Linked DNA regions of Sus scrofa: region 1 is linked to region 2. Evidence: chromatin contacts called from public Hi-C data. All regions are on one chromosome and are shown on one strand. The core of a region is the stretch at or near the end of the contact, and the rest is flanking DNA. Distances in the headings are between cores, read along the strand shown. Region 1 holds the start of SHAS2 (hyaluronan synthase 2). Region 2 has its middle 140 kb from the start of SHAS2.

Evidence for each region. A called contact is a pair of places that touch in the nucleus more often than the background predicts.
Region 1: a Hi-C map of embryonic fibroblasts shows a contact between it and region 2, with 4 times the contacts expected there. The contact joins the promoter of SHAS2 here to the enhancer-like site in region 2. A contact is called at or near these places in 15 of 47 Hi-C or Micro-C datasets (brain, embryonic fibroblasts, epiblast stem cells and 10 more) and 1 of 2 datasets of contacts at active chromatin or transcription factors (alveolar macrophages).

The regions. Positions count from the first base shown.
Region 1 is chr4:17,581,855-17,584,857 of Sscrofa11.1, reverse strand. It overlaps SHAS2 (hyaluronan synthase 2), which reads right to left and starts at 1,704. Exons shown (of 4, transcript NM_214053.1): 1 at 1,135-1,704. LOC106509979 (a long non-coding RNA gene) reads left to right here. Exons shown (of 2, transcript XR_001308039.2): 1 at 1-628; 2 at 778-1,498.
Region 2 is chr4:17,442,134-17,445,071 of Sscrofa11.1, reverse strand. No RefSeq gene overlaps it. Among named protein-coding and RNA genes, the nearest start is that of SHAS2, 140 kb to the left of the region's middle. Within about 2 kb of position 1,606, at least 13 of the 83 cell types and tissues checked have an H3K27ac peak or open chromatin away from gene starts, as enhancers often do. A contact at or near this core is called in alveolar macrophages, embryonic fibroblasts and retroperitoneal adipose tissue, where this site is marked.

The DNA of each region.
Region 1 (3,003 bases), core at 455-2,954, 140 kb before region 2:
CCCGCCCTCCAGTTCACAGGGACCCATTTCGTAGCCCTCGCTCACGCAGGGCGGGAACCACCGTGACGAATTCCGCCCAAGGTGTTGATTATCCATCCCAACCTAGCCTCTGGCTCGCCTCCCGCAGTCACCCTGGCTCCTGCAGCGCCCCCTCAACACACACATCCCCATTCCCCGCAGGGCGCTTGGGACGGCACCCCCAAATCCCCCGCCACTGATGCCCGGCTCTGCAGCTGCAGAAAAGAGGCGCCAGCGTGCTCGGTGCCACGTCGGAATTGGCTCCTGGGACGCTGCAGCTGCCTGCGCGACCTCGTGGTCCCCACGCACGCCCTGCCCCCGGGCGGCCCGCGAGCCGCGGAGGAGCCAAGAGCAGGGATGCGCGCCCTCCCTCCCGCTCGGGTCTCCAAGAGCAGGGACCCCTGGCCACAGTAAGGCTTCCGGAGCTGGGCTGAGCCGGGACAGACCCAGCTGACACTTTAATGGGGTGCAAGGAGTGCAAAGAAGGGGAGGCCAGGGAAAGAAGAGGAGTGGCGGAGCGAGGCCGGTAGCTGCAAGGAGGTGGCGAAGGACCCTCCTTCCCTGGGGCCGGAGTTGGGACCCCGGATCGCCTTAACCCTTTGCATTCCAAGTAAGAAAGGGGCTTCCCAAAGAGAAGGAAAACTCTCTAGGCTGTCCAGGGTTTTCCTCCCCACTCTGTGTATGGGGGGGGGGGAAGAATAATGATGGGATTGGAAGGGGTAAGGGGGCGGCTGTGTGGAATGCATTTTCTTTTCACAGTGGAAATTCTTGTCTCCCAACGCGTGAGCCTCTCTGCAGCTCCGGAAGATGTGGGATGGAAAAGTACATCCCGGGCCGGGCAGCCTTTCCCAGGCAAAGAAGTTACCTGTGTTCCCAGAAAGGCAACGGATTTCTGGCGAGCGCGCAGGGCTGGGAGAAGACAGCGGCTATGTTGCTAAGGCTGACAGCGATGTGAAATGTCGTCTGGTTTTCAGGGTGATGGAAATTTTCAGACCTCAAACTTTTCTGTCGAAAGCTGACTTAAATGTTTTTAACACTTATGTGAATAATGTCCTCCCTGTCCCTGGCCTGTTCGAGGACCCTCAGCGTTCACCGAATCGCGCCAGTGCAACGTACCTTGTTCAGTTCTTGGTCATAAAGTTGTCCTCAGCCTGTCTGTGTGGTCCCGGAGGGTCGGTGGCGGGCAGTTTCCAAAACTGAGGTAATAGGAGATCAGATGAATTTGAGGCGACCGGCCAAAAAAAATAAAAAATTTAAAAACAACATTTAAAATGAATAGGGGAATCTTAAATCTTTAGGTTCCCCCCAATTAAAAAAAAAATCACTGGTATGTTTTCTTAATATTTCCGTTGCACTTCAATCTTCTAACTCTTAAAAGAAAATTTTGTCTGTGCTTTAAAAATAAATGAACTTTATTTTTTGCTCTTGTTCCCCTCTTCTAATATCGGAAAGTCTTTTTTGTATTAAAAAAAAAAAAAAAGCAGAAGAAAGAGGGGGAAAAAAAAGGCCTGGTGAAAACTCAGCAGAACCCAGGAAGCGTAGAATCGAGAGAAAGTCTTTGGCTGGGGCTGGTTCAAGTCCCTGGTTCAATGGGCTGCTGGAAGCCAGGACTGGGTAATTCTTTCCAGACGTCTTGACTTCTCCTTCCTCGCGGTTGTTGCCTTTCTGCCTCCTCTAACTTAAGGGGGTCTTAACAAGTGAGCTGGTGGGTGTTTTAATAGGGCGGAGGAGGGAGTGGGGGGTGAGGGGAGTGGAGAAGGGAGGTGCGGACTGGGGAACCCGGAGGGGAGGGAACTGGGAGCGCGGGCGGCCGGGCGGGCGGGAGGCGGGGAGGGGGAGAGGGAGAGAGAAATTGGCCATTCAAAGCTCTCTCTGAGCTAGAGGCCGCTTCTGAACTCCAATGAATTCAATTAACTTGATTGCTAACGTGTGCAGAGAAGTGCACGCATGCTGGCCACCACCTGATTACCCCCTTCCTCCCGCGGTGCAGCCGGGAGGCCAAGCTTTGTAGACATCCCTGACTCGTCCGAGTTACAAGGATTCCCTCTTCGCGATGAACTGCCAGTACTATTTAAATAATTTGCTTTAAGACCAAATGGTGCCCTTAGGCTGTGTGTGTGTGTGTGTGTGTGTGTGTGTACACCTGGAGCCTCCGAAAAGTCGGCTGAAACTGAAAAAAAATCAGCAACTGGTCTCTCACTTGTTAACCCTTTCTTCCCGCCAACTCGAAAGTTTTGGAGCTGATGGCACATGTCAAAAGTCCCCTTTACTCAGAAGTTTTTTGCTTAACCTGATCCTCTAACATAAAAATATTCAAATAGCGAGCATTATAAAATATAACAAAATAAAAATCATCCTCTAGAGAACTCCAAAATAGCGCGCTCAAGAAAAGCAATTTCTAAGGGAATGGATTAAGTGGCTTCGGCTTCTTGCGAGCCTTTTAAGAAGATAACGAGTCAAAATACTTGTTGCTTCATGATGGCCCGTTCTCATCTTTCTTCCCTTGTTAGTTTTCTCTGTTCCTTTTCCCCCTTTTTCTTTGGTCCTTGCCAACAAGCCTCCCGATGACTTCAAATGGACAGTAGGTGGCACTGTTTAGGAAAAAATGAAAGAGCTTACAAATTAACTATTTCGGCTTTTGGAGATTCTGCCAAAGTTAGGATGAAAGAAATTTCCTTTCTTTTCTTTTCTTTTCTTTTCTTTTCTTTTCTTTTCTTTTCTTTTCTTTTCTTTTCTTTTCTTTTCTTTTCTCTTTTTCTTTCCCTTCCAAGCTTCCTCTGAGGTGTGGCCTTCCTTCGAACTCGACTAGGCCTTGAAAACTGGGTTCTTACTCCTTATCATGTATCTTGTACAATAAGAAACAAGTCAAAACAGAAACGTCAGTAAACTGGGAGCGATGCTTTTCAACACGTTGCACAGAAAGCGGTGTTAGGGGCTGCGATTCGAGGTCAAGAATTTTACTGCAATATCAGGCGTCAGCCAACC
Region 2 (2,938 bases), core at 357-2,856:
GTGATGGTCTCAAGTCCTCCAGCATCTGAGGCACCCAGGGGAAAAGGTACATAGACTGCTTACTGAAGAGGTGAAGATGGATCAGCAACCTGCCTGCCTTTTTCTCATGGAAGGATTCCCAGCAGGAAAGCATCAGATATAAACTAAGTTATCTGTGGCATGAACAAGTTGCAGAGGAAAGAGGTGATGAAAAAATATCCATGAGTAGAACTCAGCAACTTTCATCACAGGGGTAAGCTGGCTGCTGTTGGAGATGTTGACCTCAGGGAAAGGGTTGATGGTAAGAAAGTCTTCACTCTTGAAAGATGGCTGAGCTATTCTGAAGTGTTTATTCTGAAATGTTTGCAGGGTGAATGCAGCATTTTTACGTGTTTGTGCTTATGGGGTTTAAGGAATAGAATCAGATCAGCCTTTCTTTTAAGGGTTACCCTAGCCCTTATCTTGTTAAATTTCTGATCAACACAGAAGCAAGGGAACCCTGACACACTGCCTTCTTCAGCATCTCAAGTGACAGAAACTACTGGGGGCAACGTTTCCCATCTCAGTCTGTGTCTGTTGTTAGAATGTTCTTATTTATGTTGTAGTGAATATTACAAGTGGAAAAGCATCTAGCACAATAGATGGTATATGGAAGGCATTCTGTCTTTACTAATTCCAAATGAGAAGTCCTGGAACTTTAATTTTTATATTCTGTCTTTTATCCTCAAACTACATGAGATCATGAAGAAAGTTGATCATTACCATAGATCTTGAAGATATAACACATTAGAAAGAATAAAAATCAGCACTTTGGTTCATATGCTTGACATCAGTTCCATCCCTTAATGGGAAGAGATTATAAGTTTTTATCAAATATCCTGTAGCATCATAACTAGTGTTTAAAAGTGCAAGTTTCACTGAGTTGCGGTTGTACTTATTTATAGTCATTCTATTTTGCTTGCCTATAAATGATGGCTGTTGATTTGCTGATAATTTTATACAACTAGAAAAGCCACTGTGAAGTATTTTCTAAATTGTCTCCCCCCCCAAAAAAAAGAGATTACATTATATTATTTTTAGTTTGGGATCCAAGTGCATTGGTTTCTTTAAAATGCTGGAAAGTTCGCAGTGATATATAAGGCAGTTTTAAGTAGATGGTTCAAATATTCAGAAGCCTCTTATGCATCAGAAGAAACTAGCCCTCAGTATTTTCACCTCTGTTCTTTCTTTTCACCAGAGACAAACTACTGAGCATCTTTGGAGGTGAATCCTTTTCTGGTAAATTGTAGGCTGACAACAATTTATATTTTCCTCCCCCAATTGCTCAGCATCAGAACTTTAGTTGCTTTGCATTGATCCCTAGGATGTATCTGGGAGAGCCCTGGATGTGTCCAGCCTATTGTCACCAATCCTCTGTGGGTTTGCTCTGACAGCTTCCATGTGGGCTCTGAAGAAGGGCTGGATTGTGGGAAGATTTTAAATATGAGCCTCGGGTGGGGCTCAAGTCCTCCAGATGTTACTGCTTTCATATTTTCAATGTGAATTCAGGGACCTACCCTTGTCTCTGACTAAGATAACTAATGCCTCTGGACTCATCGCATAGTCAGGAAAATGTGGTCATTTGAATGGGAATGTCTACAAACAGCTCTTCCTTCCATCTACCCTATGGCTAACAAGGATGATAAGCTTTCTCTGGTCAACTTGGACAGTCTAAGACCAGGTCTGAACACTGATTGCTTTTGCTATGTCAACGGTTTTGGCTTCAACTCTACCTATCTTATTATGAAAACAAATAGGAGGTTTCTGAATGGACAAGAAAATTATCTGAGGAAGTCACTTATCAAGTGAGTCAATGTGTGTCTGACCAGAACTTCCTCTTTCTGTTGGCTTCCCCTGCATCTGACAGAGTCAGGCTTACTGGCGGTAGGGTCATTCAAGCTAAATTCCTGTGGTCACTTTTTCCATTTTCAGGCAATGGGTCACTTAGCGTATGTGGCTTTGAGCCAGACATTTTTCTTCTCTTTCTACATCATGTAAGTGTATTCCTTCGAAGATACATTTCCTACCCACGAGGGAAAATAGACAAAATATAAGGAGACCTTTAGCCACTGGCTGTTTGCCATGGTACTGAATTCAGTGGGGGATTTGGTTGGAGAAAGGGAAAACTTACCACTGGTCAGAGACTTGAAACCTAGTCTTTCTTTGTCTACAACTAGCTTTGTTTCCTTTGAAATATGATGTATTTCAGTGCATTGGTCTTTGGATCCAAAGGAATAAGGATGATACTACTTGAAACAAGCTTTTAATATATACACCTCAAAGAATACATACTTTTTCAAAAGCTGTAAGCCTATTTCAGCAATACTGTCATTGCTTAAGAAATAGTGCTCCTCTTTCTGTAAAGATCAGTAGATTGTATATTCTCTCCTAATCAAACACAGCTGAAGTATGTAAAACACTGCTCCCATCCCTTCCCCACCAACCAATGGCTCATTATGGCAGTAGGTCTCAAATGGAGGTGACAGCAAGGCAGACACTCCTTTGAAGGATGTATCAGAACTTTGAAGGACACAGAAATGTCTATGTGGAAGTTAGGGAGAGGGTTTTTGTTTTTGTTTGTTTTTTGTATGATTTGGAATGTTTGAGCATCATTGAAATCTTCATTATTGAAGTTGTGACTAAGGTTATTATAGTATCTGTATAATTCTATAAATTATGTATACTACTTTGTACTGTTAAAATGATGTGTATAAAGAACTTGAATGGTATGAAAAAGACTAATAATATAAAGCAGCATAAAAAAGATGTAAAATAAAGATATGCATGTATAACTGAATCACTTTTTTGTATAGCAGAAATTATCACATTATAAATCACCTATACTTCAATAAAAGTTTAAAAAAATGAAAAAAAGAAAAAAAATTCTTACTTATTTTCAACCTGATATACACAAAAGCAT